Linked DNA regions of Mus musculus: all the other regions are linked to region 1. The links are chromatin contacts, called in public HiChIP or PLAC-seq maps. All regions are on one chromosome and are shown on one strand. The core of a region is the stretch at or near the end of the contact, and the rest is flanking DNA. Distances in the headings are between cores, read along the strand shown. Region 1 holds the start of Pycr2 (pyrroline-5-carboxylate reductase family, member 2). Region 2 overlaps Dnah14 (dynein, axonemal, heavy chain 14). Region 3 has its middle 13 kb from the start of Gm32767.

Region 1 (4,855 bases), core at 1,073-3,572:
CTTGTGCCCCTAATAACCAGCCTCTCAAATGCTGGGATTGCACCATCTCATGGGTAATGCAGTGGAGGGGAAGGAGCCCCGTCCTTCATGCACGATACTGAATGAGTTATATTCCCAGCCTTCCAACAATAAACTGGAACTTTAATTCATTTTTTCTTTTTTTTCTAAAGATTTATTTATTTTATGTATATGAGTACCCTTTAACTGGTTGTGAGCCTTCATGTAGTTGCTGGGAATTGACTTTAGGACCTCTGCTTCCTCTGGTCAACCCCACCCACTCTGGTCTGCCCCGCTCGCTCTGATCAACCCTGCTCCCTCAGTCCCTGCTTGCTGTGGCCCACAGATTTATTTATTATTATAAATAAGTACACTGTAGCTGACTTTAGACACACCAGAAGAGGGTGTCAGATCTCATTATGGATGGTAGTGAGCCACCATGTGGTTGCTGAGATTTGAACTCAGGACCTTCGGAAGAGCAGTCAGTGCTCTTACCCACTGAGCCATCTCACCAGCCCATAATTTATTTTTTCGAGGCAGGGTTTCTTCTGTCATATATCCCAGACTGGCCTGGAACTCTCAAACATCCTGCCTCTGCCTCTAGACTCCAGCCATTGCAAGATCTGCACAACCTGTCCTGGCTTATCTCGCTGAAGTGTTCTAACAAAGACATCAAGATTTAAATCTATTCTCAGATGTCTTCAAAGGAAATAGAGAGCTATTCTCCAAAAACTGTCATATTGGTTCTCCTTCGATGGTGAGACTGAAGACGGTGAGCCCACGCCTGATATGTAAAAGGCCGGGGTTTCATCTGAAATACTGAAAAAGAAAGAGAGAGAGAGAGAGAGAGAGAGAGAGAGAGAGAGAGAGAGAGAGAGAAGAGAAAGAAAGGAAAAAAGAAAGAAAGGAAGGAAGAAAGAAGAAAGAAGAAAGAAAAAGAAAGACATAGCTTTCTACTGAACCTAATTTTTGGGTAATAGACATGGATTCCTGTGTAATACAGGGAGCTAAGGGAGGGTTGGCTGCTGCAGATTGGCCATCTGCCTAGCCTGGGACACCTCAGTACTCTGTCCCATTGTCTGGTTCTTCCTAATTCTCAGAAGGGGCAGGCGTGTTACTTAAGGATAAGACAAGGGTGAAGGCCCTGAGGCACTGATAAAAATGATGCTGGGGGCGGAGAACCCGGGGAGAGGGGAGGGAGGAGGCTGAACTGGTTTTCCTATTGGCTGGGAGGTCCGGAAGGGAAGGGCTGGACGGTAGGGTCAGGGTGGGGCACTCCTGGAGGGTGTGTCCCAAATGGCTGGGTGGGAAGGTAGCTATTCATCTACCTCACTGTAGCAGAATACAAGAAAGCAGATAGTATGTATGTAGTTTCCAATTCTAGGAAGACTGGTAGGAAGGTCCATTGAGTTCAGGAACTTAAGTCTAGCCTGGGCAACAAAGCAAGAGATTCTGGCCAGAAAAAAAAAATCGTTCCACTTTAACTGTTTGGTTCGTCCATTAATGGAATAAATACACGTTAGAATCTTGTGTAAAATAACGTTTCGGTGGCGTTGGGAAACTGCTTATGATTGGTATACTATAGAAATGTATGTACTACACGCCTATAATCCCATCCCTCAAGAGGATGAGGCAGGAAGGTCACTAGTTCAAGAACAGCCTGGGCTACATAGTGAAACACTTTCCAAAAGTCAAACCCAACTTGTGGCTGTTCCTGAGCCCTCTGGTGCGTCTGGACATGTTTCGAGAAATCTTTCTGGGAATAAACAATACAATTCTAATGGAAGAGAGGAGATGTCACTGGTGATTCGGGACAGCTCCTGAAAAGCTTCGATGCTGGGTCTCTTTGTATACTCTAAAACCACAAGGTGGGGTGGACAAACAAGCAGTCATTTCTCACTGTCTCAGCTGTTTCTCCAGGTCGCCCTGTTCCGGGTAGCAAGAGAAGTCATGCTTGGCCAACAGGCCGTGCAAGCAGTGCTTTAAGGAAATCACTAAATAAATCAACAAATCATGATCTAGTAATTCGTCTTTTCTACCTAGTTCTACTTCGGAAGGAGCATGCCGAAGCTGGCTAGCTGTAGCCTGGTGTCCATGAGGGGTACATCTCTAATAGGCGTTTTGGAGATCTCACTCCTGAACCAGAGTTAGAAACCAACTCTTCTAACCAGGAATTACCAGTGTCCCAGGCAGGGCCAAGCAGACCCGCACCAGCGGAGCTAACAGGTTCCACCCGCTGCGCGATCAGGAGGCGGGCGCACGGCCTGACGGCGATGCCGATTGGTCCGCCCCAGACCCGAGCCTCGGATTGGTTGCCTTGGACACGTGGCCAACCGGAGGCTGCGTATTTGGCGGTGGATGCTCTGGGATACTTGGGGCCTCTCTAGCAGTTCATCTGGTGCATCCCGGTTTGAAAGCTGTTCCGAGCAATTCGGGTCCATCTTTTTCCACGCGCGGACACTGACCCCGGGATCCCCAGAGTCCCCGGATCGGCGCTCGCCGGGATCCTGCGGCCATGAGCGTGGGTTTCATCGGCGCAGGCCAGCTGGCCTGTGCTCTGGCGCGGGGCTTCACGGCCGCGGGTGAGCGCGTGGTCAGCCTTCCCTCTCACCAGAGTGAACGAGTGAGTGAGTGGGTGGGTGGGCGATGAGTGAATGTGAATGGATGGTAGATTTGCATCCATCTGCTGGGAGCATAGCGTCGGAGGCCGGCACTGCTAGAGCTGCTGTTGGCTTCCATTGATGGACTGCATGATTGGGCCATGATCTACAGTTGAAAAACTTTGTTTTCTGTAGGCGTCCTGTCGGCTCACAAGATAATAGCCAGCTCCCCGGATATGGACCTGCCCACGGTGTCTGCGCTCAGGGTAGGCTAGGAGGGATGGAGGGAAGTGGGCAAGAGGAAGAGGCCCAGGAAAAGCGTGTCCGGAGATGCCCTGAGTCTGGCAGGCTCCGACTCTCCTTTAGGGAAGTCATCATTGTAAGCCCTGCACCTTCTCTGAGGCAGCCTTGTGTGGTGGGAGCTCCCAGGCAAAGTTAGTGTCGGATCCTACTGGGGTGAAAGTAGGCATATAAGAAAGGTTCTTTTTGGGCTGGTGAGATGGCTCAGCGGGTAAGAGCACAGACTGTTCTTCCGAAGGTCCTGAGTTCAATCCAGCAACCATATGGTGGCTCACAGCCATCCCTTAACAAAATCTGATGCCCTTTTCTGGAGTGTCTGAAGACAGCTACAGTGTACTTACATATAATAAATAAATAATTCTTTAAAAAAAAAGGTTCTTTTTGTTAGTCTGCTTTGAATTTCACTGCATAGCCCGTGTTGGCTTCTAAGTCTGGAAAATTCTGCTTACCGATGTTGTAAATGACAGCGTTGCTAGGGGACTTGGTGAGTTACGTAGTTTCTTTATTCAATAAAGCTTAATGTCCCAAGTCTTCTAACATCTGGCCAATGTGGGACAGGTGAGCAGATGAAGCACTGTGGATACTGTTTGTGCCTAGTATAGGCTTATGTCCCCAACGCTGTAGGACCCCAGCTATGCACCTCAGAGCCCTAGAGGGGGCCCCGTGGAGACTTGTTACTCCGGTAAACAGCTGTGAGGTTGGGAGTGGGCTTTGCAGCTCTGCTTCCAGACTCTGGGTGCTCAGCTCTTTCCATCAGTTCTCTCTCACCTGGCAGAGAGGTTCGAGATTGCTGGGGTTGAGGGGACAGCCACTTTCCTGGCCATGGTGGAGCAGCTTACCATTTTGTACCTATTTGTCCGGTGGCAGGAAAGGAAAGCTGCCATTTGGGGATAGTCACGGAGCCCTGAAGGCACAGAACAGAGTGTTGGCTACAGTTGACAGAGAGGGTCTGCTATTCTATGGGTGGCACGGGCTCAGCCATATTACCTAGCATTACGGACAGGGTCCCCTACTCCTTACTGCAGAGGATGGGTGTGAATCTGACCCGAAGCAATAAGGACACTGTGCGGCACAGCGACGTCCTGTTCCTGGCTGTGAAGCCCCACATCATCCCCTTCATCCTGGATGAGATTGGAGCCGACGTGCAGGAGAGGCACATCGTGGTCTCCTGTGCAGCCGGGGTCACCATCAGTTCTGTGGAGAAGGTGCTGTTGCCCCGGTGCCCATTGTGTGAGAGGAGGGGTGGCCTGGGAGTGGCTCAGATCCGAGGGAGCTATGTCCTGGACACTCAGTTGGCTTGCTCTCCTCCTCTAGAAGCTGATGGCTTTCCAGCCGGCCCCCAAAGTGATCCGCTGCATGACCAACACGCCCGTGGTGGTCCGAGAGGGGGCCACCGTGTATGCCACGGGCACCCATGCTCTGGTGGAAGACGGCAAGCTTTTGGAGCAGCTGATGAGCAGTGTGGGCTTCTGCACAGAGGTGGAGGAAGACCTCATTGATGCTATCACCGGGCTCAGCGGCAGCGGGCCTGCCTATGTGAGTGGTTCTCACTTGCCCACTGGCTTGCATGCATCCTGGGCAGCAGGAGGGGCTGGCGGAAGAGAGGGCAGCCGGCACATCTCTTGGACATGGCTGGCTGGTGGAAGGAGCTGACCTTCAGGATTGGTCCCAGTCACCTGAGAAAGCCGCCTGTGGTGTGTGGGTGCGCGGATGCTTGGTTCCTGTGTTCAGAGAATATCTCCACAGGCATTCATGGCCCTGGACGCCCTGGCAGATGGTGGGGTGAAGATGGGCGTGCCGCGGCGCCTGGCGGTCAGACTGGGAGCTCAGGCGTTGCTGGTTAGTGTCTTTGCGCGGTTGGTGGTTGGTTTTAGGGTTGTGTTTTGGGGGAGGGGCACCGAGCTGGGCCTGGGTTGAGTCTAATGCTGCTTTGTATCTCAGGGAGCAGCTAAGATGCT
Region 2 (4,855 bases), core at 1,626-4,125, 720 kb after region 1:
CTGTATAGCAGGATGACATTTTATTCTCACCTGCAGTGTGTGAAGCTTTCTGGGTTTCTCCAGCATTGGTGGGAAATGCTATATTGTCAACTTTTAAAAATTCCTTTACCTGTTGCCACGAGGAGGCACATTTTAGAACTTTCTGTCTCACTAGGAATTGATAAGACGGTTCAGACTTCCTTGCCTGAGTTCTCCACCTATGCGTCAGGTGTTTAAGGCACTTTGATGAGTGTCTACTTGCTGCTGAGAGAGGTCTTTCAAGTGTTGTGGTCAAATCTGTCATCAGCTGGAAGGCTTGCAAACGTTCTCCTCCTTAGCTGCTCATTCTCAACTGTGCTAAGCCACCCGGATTTGTAAACCCCAGCACATCAATTGACTTCTACCATGCCTTATGTTTTTGACTTTGTATCTGGGACTTTCTCATTTAAGAGCCACACTATTTTCTTCTAGAAGTTCATCCATTTGTATTCTGTGTTTATCTTCATCTTGAGTTTATTTGTGTAAGCCATAAAATATAAGTCAAAGTTCCTTCTCTTGGTTGGGGGTGAAGGGATGTGACCATAGACATCTGACCTGTCAACTCCTTTCCAATACCAGTCTGTGTTAGTTGTATCTCTGTGCTCTAGATGGAACAACACTCTCCACACAGAGGACAGGATTCTCTGGCTCTGTTTTCAGCACGGTGCCTCCTACCCCACCTATTATCTGTGATAGTTTCTTCTGTTTATAATGTTAAATGCAAACCTTTGTGCATGCTTATAAATGCCCCCATCGATACAGAATAGTGTCTGCTCATTAAGTCACTCAGCGTCAGCTTTTAACATGTTATGGCTGATTTTTAAAGTGTTGCTTCTGAGAGGCATCTGAAAATCCTAACTGTTCAATGTCCTGTTCCAGCCACAATCATCCCTTTGCACCAAGATCCTCGCCTGTCTATCCTTGTTGATTTGGTTTCAGTTCCGGATTTATCTAATGAGACAAAAACAAAAAGTGTAGTCAAATATAAGAAGCAGACCCGATGGCCAGATTTCTATATCCTCTTTGACACAGACACTGACTACCAGAACAAAGTAAGTTTCGAGATCAGACATCTTGGAAGTGGTTGGTAAGGAAGCAGAACCCTAGTGCAATTATTACATGAACGTGATGTATGGAAACCTTCAGAGCATCCTAGCATCATTCCAGTTTGTCTCCCCTGTGGTCTCTGGGCTCCACTTACCACGGTTTTTCATGTTTCCACTGTGGAAAGGAGTTTTTTTCCCTGCGGTTCTTTCATGACTTTGGTTTGCCAAGATGTTGGTTTTCCATTTTCCAGCCCTTCCCTAACCACTTAAATGCATTTTTTTTTGTCCAAATTCACAGTAGAATATAACTATCTCAGCTTGTGTCCGAACTCTGTCCTAACCAGATAAACTATGTCTTAGGAACTAAGTGAAATCAGAAATACACAGGCCCAGCCTGCTCTGGGACTGTGTGAGGAGAAAGTCGGACGACAGGCAGTGAGCTAGATGGTTGGTCTCTCTAGGACATAGTTCAAAATAATACCTTGATTACAAATTAAATATCTGAGTAACCTTTGCATGAAAGTCATGTTATCTATTTTTCTTAGTCTTGTTTCCAACATATGGCAATATTTAATTCCAGTTCTAAACAGAATGAATTGTACAAAGACCATCATTTGACAGTAACCATCAGCTTGCCCAACAATGCAGATAAAAGCTTTTAGTAAGGCTTCTATTTCCAGGTGGAACATGCTAACCATCTTGACGTTTTCATTCACAGATTGTGACTCTGCTGACTATTATTGGTAATTCAGTGGGCTTGGTTAGCGACTACAGCTGCAGGTTTCTGAAATATTGTTACATAGTAGAAAAGGCCAAAGTCATGACTACAAAACTGCCATTCATGACGAACTTGACATCCATCGAGTTTAAAAGAATAATACATAAATTCAGAAGCTACCTAAAGCAAATCGTGACCATGACTATTGAGATACGTATTGGAATTTTTTATGTGAATAGTCTGGATTATCAATTAGCATGCTTACCATATGTTGATGGCATCATACAAATGAGCTACAACCTGTTACAATGTACCATTGAGGAAAAAAGTGCAAATCTATTAGAAGTAAGTCTTTATTTTTTTCCTCTTTTTTGTTGAATTAATTATTAATGAATCCCAGCTTGAAGGGGGGGGGGTCACTTCCCACCTCAAACATTTATGTTCCCAAGTGAGACACACATACACAGCCTTTATATTTTTATATGCCTTAAGCAGCACAATAGCTGGCCTCCACGCTGCGAGAACCTGCCCCAACCTGCAGGACTTGTTTAAACAACAGGATTCTCGAGGGAAGGGAGCTACAACAACAAATTTTGGGATTAGAAGACACAAAAGAAGGATGCAAGACAAAAATTCTGTTCAAGCCTCGTTTACTCAGGGGAGATGGGGGGCTTTTTAAAGCTGAAAACCGCAAACAGAATTTGCTCAGGTACACAGGCCAAACCACAGTGCTAGGTAACACACTAAGGTCAAAGGAATGTCCCCATTGTAAAAGGTCCAGAAAGGAGTGCCCTCATTGTAAAGGGAAAGGAATGCCCCACATTGTAAATGTCCTGAGTCAATTACAAAACGGAAGCAAGATAGTGGAAGAAGCAAAAGAGTGTTAGATAATGGCCCTGGAACAAGATTCCAGAGGCTTCTGGGGCCCCAACAAGAACCTACCTCTGCCAGTAATTCCTAGTTACCACTTATTAATTCTTATGTTCCATCTTGGTTACTCTTCACTCCAATTAGACATCTGGGTGCTCTCCTTGCTTCTCTACCCCATGGCAGACTCTGTCTCTCCTCCCTCCACACTCTCCTAAGCCATCTCCCCTTCCTCTCCTCCCGTCCCAAGCCCAGGAAACGCCAAGCTCTCGCCTCTGTCTGTCCTCCCCAGCTCTCAGCTGCTGCTTTCTTTATTTACCAGTCAGAGCTAACTGAGGGCAGGTTCCCAGAAGCTATGTGCAGACCCTATCGTGCAAACAGTTTTTTGGGGGAGCATAGTTAGCATTCATAATACAAGCAGGTACACCTTTTCATAAGAAAATTTCAGATTAGATTATAACTTGATGATATACAATCAAAAATACATATAAGTATTATACTCAGAAAATCCCAAAGTACTGTGATTACATTTGTTTTTGTGTTTAGTCTTTATCTGTGTATAAGTGCATTTCTGTATGTGAATGTGACACATACATTTGCCATAACATGTGGAGGTCAAAAGGCAAACTTCAGGAGTTGTTTGACACAGTGTCTCTTGTTTGTATCACATAAACCAGATTAGAGGCCCTTGGGCTTCCAGAAATTCTTCTCCACTTGATTTGGCCGTAGGACTCCTGGGATTATAGACATGCATGCTCTTGTGTAGTTTATGGAGATGCAAACTTTGGTCCTCACACTTGCAAGTACTTTACCCAACTCAGTCCCTCCTCAGCACTTACATGTGTGTTTTATTAAATATCACTTCCTTTAGAACTTTCTGTAACTACGTGGAAGACTGCGCCCCATGTCACTGCCCATCTCTTTTTTTTTTTTTTTTTTTTTTTTTTTTTGGCTTTATAACGCACATCATTGTCTGACATCATTGTTCCCCATAGACTCACTAGGCTATGGCTTGTCTGCTTTGTAGAACAAATATGGATCCCAGTATCCTAGCTGTTGCCTGTACCAGCATCCTCCCATAGTACCCAAGACAGGTTTCAAGACCAGAGTTTATGATAACAGCTATCATTTTTTTTTCTTTATCCAGCCAGACTTCCAATACTTCTTAAACCCAAAGTTACAAGCTGCCCATCGACTGTGCCTCTGCAGTATAACTGTGAGAGGATAGCAGCATTCTCACACATACCAAGTCTAATGTTGCATCAAACCTTATCCAAAGTAGCGAACAGAGCTTGAGTGGGCCAGGAATAATTTTCAAGAAAGATGTTAATTGCAAAAGGAGAAGCGCCAGTGGCGTGGAAGCGGAGTTGACAGGCAGGATATTGCAGGCAGGAGTTAATGTAGCTAGATTCAGTTGCACATGACTCCCACGTGCAACAGCAACAGCAACAGAGCTGTCGCCTACACAAGTTAGAACTAATTTCTCTTGTGGGAAGTAGTAGTGCCCACATAGTGACTTGTAGCAGGGACGGTAGGGAGGGCCACCTATATATAAACACCGGGGGCCACGTAGCCACAAAAAAACATCTACAGGAGTACCTAATTTAGGACTGCCTGAGAGACCAAGGATTGGTGGTGCCAGCCAATGCCAGCCAATCAGGAACTGCTGTTTAGAAGAGATGCTTTCTTGGGATGAATGGGGCACTGGTGGAGGGTATTAAAGGAGCTTGCAGCAGTGCTCAGATGAGCTTGCTGTGACATTTCCCACCTGCTCCCAGAGTCTGTGTTGTTGACTCTGTGCTACCTCACCTCCAACCCCCAAGGGCAAGTAGGGCCCAGCAGCAAGTAGTCCAGGGCACAGGCAACAGTCGCTGGGAATACTGGCTGCTTTGAGCTCACAGTGTGCCTTTCCCTAAGCATCTCTAATGTCACATCCTGTTAGACAGCAGGGCAGAAGAAGGCAACATGCCCATTATGGGGCTAGGAAGCTAGGCAATGCAATGCATCAATAGAGTTATCTTTTAAGAGCCTCCTCTTACCATCTCTTAAAGTTATATTCATTCATTTTCCCCCAAATAATGTTTTTATTAATTCCTTGAGAATTTCATACAATTAATTTGATACTTTTCACCCCCTTCCCCAAGTTCTCCCAGATATCCACCCCACATCCCTACTCCACAAATTTATATTTTCTCCTCCCCTCCCT
Region 3 (4,855 bases), core at 1,168-3,667, 650 kb after region 1:
TTTCCTCTTTCCAATTTGTTATAAAACACAGGAAAAAACTATTCTTTTGATAATCAAGGACCCATGGCAACTGATCAGCAGCCCAAGAGACCAAAGTTTTGAAGGGTAGTATTTTAAATGGCTAGAGTTTGGAAGCTGAGACTGAAGGAAGGGCAAAATATTCCAGAGAATTCCCTGTGACTTTTCCCTTGCGCTGTCTTGGTCCATTTTTCATGTTGTAAGAGATTACCCGAGACTGATGGGTTTATCGAGAGCATGGCTTCGTTTTGATTCATGATTCTGGAGGTCAGGAAGTCTAAGATCATAGCCCTGACAAGGGCCTAGCACTGTTTCAACGTGGCCAACAGTAGAGAGACAACTTGGTGTGTGTGAGGCAAGCCAGGCAGGAAGTGTTGTCACTTTGTAACAGCCAGCGCTCGAAAGAGCAAACCCACTCCCAAGAGAAAACATTTCTATCACTTATATCCCAAATGCCCTGATGACTCACGTGCTAAGCCTTGGTTATCAGCTGTGTGGCTGTTGGAGGCAGCTGAACCTTCAGGAGGTAGAGCCGAGGTTAGGTCACCAGGGCTGTGTCCCTGAAAGGAATATTGTGACCATAGTCCTGCCTCTTCAGTTCACTTCCTACTGCCCTGGGGAGAACAGTAAGCATGCTGCCTGTCCCTAGCATAATGTGTTATCCCACCCCAGACCCCAAAAGAATGGAATCAAGTGATCACAGACTAAGAACCCAAACTTTGCTGTTTAAGAATAAGTTGCTGTCACTCCAACGTGTTCTACACTATCGGGAAGCTGACCACCACAGGCATTAATCCCTCTTCCTTACTCTCAGCCTGGCTGGAACTTTGCCTCCCTGTGCTACCAAGATGCCAAGGAAATCTCAGCAGGGGATGTAGAGAAAAGAATCCACATTGAATCTTAGCTCCCTCTATCCCCTCTCAGCTCCTCACCTCTGCATGGCCACCCTGTCCAGCAACCCTGCATGCTTTTGCCATTGGGAAGTGGAGCTCTTTAGACAGCAGGGAGTAAACCCATGTGGTTCTTCTTAGAAGACAAACCCAAAGGAGTTGTGGATTTGATGAACAGGTTGCAAGGAAGGGAGATTCTGTGTGGATAACTGTAGAGGCCTCTCACTTTCTCCCTGCAAGGCTGGTGAGAAAGCTGGGTCTATCCACGGCCAGAGGATGGGTGGATCCAGTTTCTGGCTGCAAAGTTTCACAGCAAAGCCAAGGCTGTGGTTGCTGCTATGATGGAGCGACTTGGAGCCACAAGGGGTCAAAAGCACTTTTGAATCTGAGATGAAGTGTTTCCTGCCCCCCTTCTTTCCTCCCTTCTTCCCTTCTTTCCTCCCTCCCTTGTTCCCTCTCTTCCTTTCTTCCTTCCTTCCTTCCTTCCTTCCTTCCTTCCTTCCTTCCTTCCTTCCTTCCTTCCTTCCCTCCTCTCTTCCTTCTTTGCTTCCTTCTTTGCTTGCATGTTTTTATTTCCCTTTTGCCATTTCAGCCAGCAAGTTGCACTCTTTCTTATGCTAGCACAGAGAAAATGAGCTAGTAAAGTCCTTGCTGGCTGATGTCCCACTTGCTGTGCAGGGTAATAAGGACCTTCACTAGGGAGGCATCTTTGGGGAGTGGAGGACAAGGGATTGTCCTGTGGCCTCTGCAGCTTGACTTTATTTCCTGACTTGCTGTTGCCCCTCTCTAAAGTAGGTATTACTTCCTCCATCCTTAGTGCCTGGGAGTCAGGCTTAGGATATCCTGCAGTCACTGCTATTGGAGGTGAACCAGAGGGAGCCTAGCTTGCTTTTCCTCCTGGTTTTTGACAAGTTCTTTTATGGGATCAGTTCTTGTACTGCCATGGGAGAAAGGAGTTAAGTAATCAGGGAGGCCTTCTAGGTGACACCTAAAGCCAGAAACCTTAGTAACTTTATCTGTACATTAGAAACCTCCAACCCCCTGTCCCAGCCCTGTGCAGCTTAGAGGACATGGGAATTCAAGTCCCAGCAGGATACTGCTAGAACCAAGGGACTGAAACAGAAAGAGCAGGACAGCAGGAGCCTAAGAGCTGTGTAAGGAGGGGGAGGGAGAGTCACAGCCTACTTAGCTGCCAGGACAGCAAGGCAGAGACAGCCAGAGAACTGGACTGACAAATGAGGGCACTCCAGACTTTGGCAGATGGCAGCAAAACCACACCAGCTGCTTTTTTTCCCAGGGCTGCCCGGTCCATTTGCCAGCCATGTCATGTTTACTCTTAGGACATAAAGAGAGGTTCACTGGAAGAGGGTGACTTCAAGGCTTCTCACTGGTACTTGGAGAGCTCTGTCCAGTTGAGCAGCCTCGGCACATGTGCCACTACTGTGTTGCCCCTGGCAGAGCCGTCCCCTGACAGGCATCAGCATCCCCACTTATGCAAGTCAACCCTGGCTATGATGTAACTTTTTATGCCCTGTGACTCAGGGTGGAGGGACTCCTTGGTCCCTCAGACAGCTCAGTGATTCCTTAATCATTTCCTCCTTTTAAGTCCTTAGTCACTGCGGGAGATCTGGCTGATTTCTAAGTTTATCACTCCTTGCTCCCCGGAGAGCATTTAGTAATATGCTGCAGGGGACAGGAGCTCTCAAAGCCCGTGAAGAAAATGGGCTTTCAGACACCCCCACCCCCACCCAGAAGAAGAGCAGAGGGTGTGGTTTGAGGATGCCTGGCACCTGGGCCTCTGTGTCCCTGAACAGATGGCAGCTTACACTGCTGGCTGGAGAACTGGGAAAGTTCAGAGCTGCCTTCAGAAGGTCGACACCCACTCACCACCCTGATGAACACCCACGGATGTGACGGTCATATCTAAGAAGAGGAGGGTGCGGCTACAGACAGGGGTTTCTGTGACTCAACACAATCATCTCTCTTGGCTAAATCTCTAATATCTGCTCCCCGTTGAGGAACTTTGGGGTCCCAAAGAGGCATCCATTTACTTCTGCATTGGGGGTGGAGGACTTTACATGTTGGCTGAATTGTGTCTTTTAAATGACATCGCAAGCCAGGCATGGTAGCGTGTGCCTGTTATGGTTCCTAGCACTCAGAAAGCCAAGGCAAGAGGATAGACAGCTATGGGTCAGGATGGGCAACACAGGGAGACGATCTCAAAACAAAACAAAAATGCCTCGAGAAATTGATTTAATTCCTCCCTCTCTGTTTCCCTCCTTCTCTCTTTTTCCGTCCTCTCCCGTCCTCCTCTCCCCATTTGCAGGTTACTGAAATGTTACAGTAACCAATACGATCAACTTGATTTCTCCTCTCAACAGTACAGTTTCAGGTTTCGAGTTGAGAAGTTAGTTGAGTGTGGATGCGGCCCATTCCCTTTATAGCTATTGATCATAGTTCATTGCGGTTCCTTGTATGAGTATAGTATTTTTTGTTTTATGGACTTCACTTGCTGAACATTTAGATTTGTTTCTAGAGTTTTCCGCCAATACCATATAGTAATCCCTCTCCCTGCGTGGGCTCCCTGCGTGGGCTCCCTGCGTGGGCTCCCTGCGTGGGCTCCCTGTGTGGGGCTCCCTGCGTGGGCTCCCTGTGTGGGGCTCCCTGCGTGGGCTCCCTGTGTGGGGCTCCCTGCGTGGGCTCCCTGCAATGTTTGCAGTAAGAGGTTTATTGCTGAAATACAAGTTGAATAACGCTGTGCATGGCCACCTGACGCTCTGTGGCCAGTGAATTGCTTGTCGCACTTGAGCAAAAGGTTCCTGTGTGTTATATAAATATTTAATCCTAATCAAGGGTTTCTACCCCACCTTTGACCATTTAGTTCCCAGATAAAAGATATACACAACCTTTCTTTTTTCACACAACTTTCATATTTATAACAAGCCTTAATCAGCACAAGAGCTTGGCAGGTTTCTATCTTCTTTGCTATTATATCTATTTCCCAGCCAATAATCCCATACACAATTTGCTATGTTTCCTCTGGGCTGCTCTTAACTCCAATTAGCCAACCCAACCCACATGGCCATTATTTTAAGATTCTTATCCCATGACAGCTTTCTTCTCCATTCAACAACTTCTCTCTCTCTTTTGTGGTTCTGACCCCAAGTCGGGGACCCTAAGCCCCACCCATGTCTCTTCTGCCCAGCCATTGGCTCGCACCATCTTTATTCACCAATCAGAAAGAAGGTTACATAGTGGACTCTCTTGTCTCTGGGGCAACTAGGCCTCGCGGGTCAGCACTTACAATACATAGCATAAGACCAAATCTCAACCCTGTGTTATTGAGTGTTTTGGTTTCTGTTGAGGTTTTGGTACTCGGACATTAGGGCTATACTATGTCTCAGACAGTGGCTGCTCCTTTACCCTAGGAGATGAATGAGAGGATACAGCGAGCCAAACCAGTCTAGATTAGTCCAACCAATCAGCTGAGCCAATGCCCAGCAAAGGCAGCCCCAGCCAAACTACTGCCCTTGGCTTCTGCAGAAAAAGAAATGCCTAAGCGGCGGAGGCTCCAACCCTGAGCCATCTATCTCAGCAGCCACTTCATGGTGTTTCCTTTGGTTCGTTTGGTTGAGCCAATGCCCAGCAAAGGCAGCCCCAGCCAAACTACTGCCCTTGGCTTCTGCAGAAGAAGAAATGCCTAAGCGGCGGAGGCTCCAACCCTGAGCCATCTATCTCAGCAGCCACTTCATGGTGTTTCCTTTGGTTCGTTTGGTTTCGGGTTTGTGTGAGAAGATGGCCTCTAGGTCCTGACTTGCTAGGTAAGCACTCTCTTATCTCTGAGCCACATCTCAGCGGAACACGTGCTTTGAGACCAGGCAGGCACCTTGGAGTTCTTGGGTGACATATGTTTCTCCGCTGAGCACGTGGTTCCATTTCAGCTCACG

What was found. HiChIP or PLAC-seq counts read pairs in DNA pulled down with a chosen protein or histone mark.
Region 2: an H3K27ac HiChIP or PLAC-seq map of trophoblast stem cells shows a contact between it and region 1, with 10 times the contacts expected there. The contact joins the enhancer-like site here to the promoter of Pycr2 in region 1. A contact is called at or near these places in 2 of 39 promoter capture datasets (3T3-L1-derived adipocytes and embryonic stem cells), 3 of 115 datasets of contacts at active chromatin or transcription factors (large pre-B cells, pancreatic cancer cells and trophoblast stem cells) and 1 of 9 other capture datasets (embryonic stem cells).
Region 3: a contact with region 1 is called in a FOXA1 HiChIP or PLAC-seq map of pancreatic cancer cells. The contact joins the enhancer-like site here to the promoter of Pycr2 in region 1. A contact is called at or near these places in 3 of 39 promoter capture datasets (embryonic stem cells, neural stem cells and pre-B cells), 3 of 484 Hi-C or Micro-C datasets (the G1E-ER4 cell line, the P5424 cell line and erythroblasts), 1 of 115 datasets of contacts at active chromatin or transcription factors (pancreatic cancer cells) and 2 of 9 other capture datasets (embryonic stem cells and liver).

What each region holds. Positions count from the first base shown.
Region 1 is chr1:180,901,952-180,906,806 of GRCm38.p6, forward strand. It overlaps Pycr2 (pyrroline-5-carboxylate reductase family, member 2), which reads left to right and starts at 2,323. Exons shown (of 7, transcript NM_133705.2): 1 at 2,323-2,579; 2 at 2,793-2,863; 3 at 3,923-4,102; 4 at 4,212-4,433; 5 at 4,644-4,736; 6 at 4,839-4,855. The coding sequence starts at 2,513.
Region 2 is chr1:181,620,911-181,625,765 of GRCm38.p6, forward strand. It overlaps Dnah14 (dynein, axonemal, heavy chain 14), which reads left to right. Exons shown (of 87, transcript NM_001377039.1): 17 at 898-1,070; 18 at 1,783-2,127. Gm33612 (a long non-coding RNA gene) reads right to left here. Exons shown (of 3, transcript XR_373757.4): 3 at 87-969. Among named protein-coding and RNA genes, the nearest start is that of Gm33612, 3.9 kb to the right of the region's middle. Within about 2 kb of position 2,876, at least 36 of the 459 cell types and tissues checked have an H3K27ac peak or open chromatin away from gene starts, as enhancers often do. A contact at or near this core is called in embryonic stem cells, pancreatic cancer cells and trophoblast stem cells, where this site is marked.
Region 3 is chr1:181,550,529-181,555,383 of GRCm38.p6, forward strand. No RefSeq gene overlaps it. Among named protein-coding and RNA genes, the nearest start is that of Gm32767, 13 kb to the left of the region's middle. Within about 2 kb of position 2,418, at least 113 of the 459 cell types and tissues checked have an H3K27ac peak or open chromatin away from gene starts, as enhancers often do. A contact at or near this core is called in the G1E-ER4 cell line, neural stem cells and pancreatic cancer cells, where this site is marked.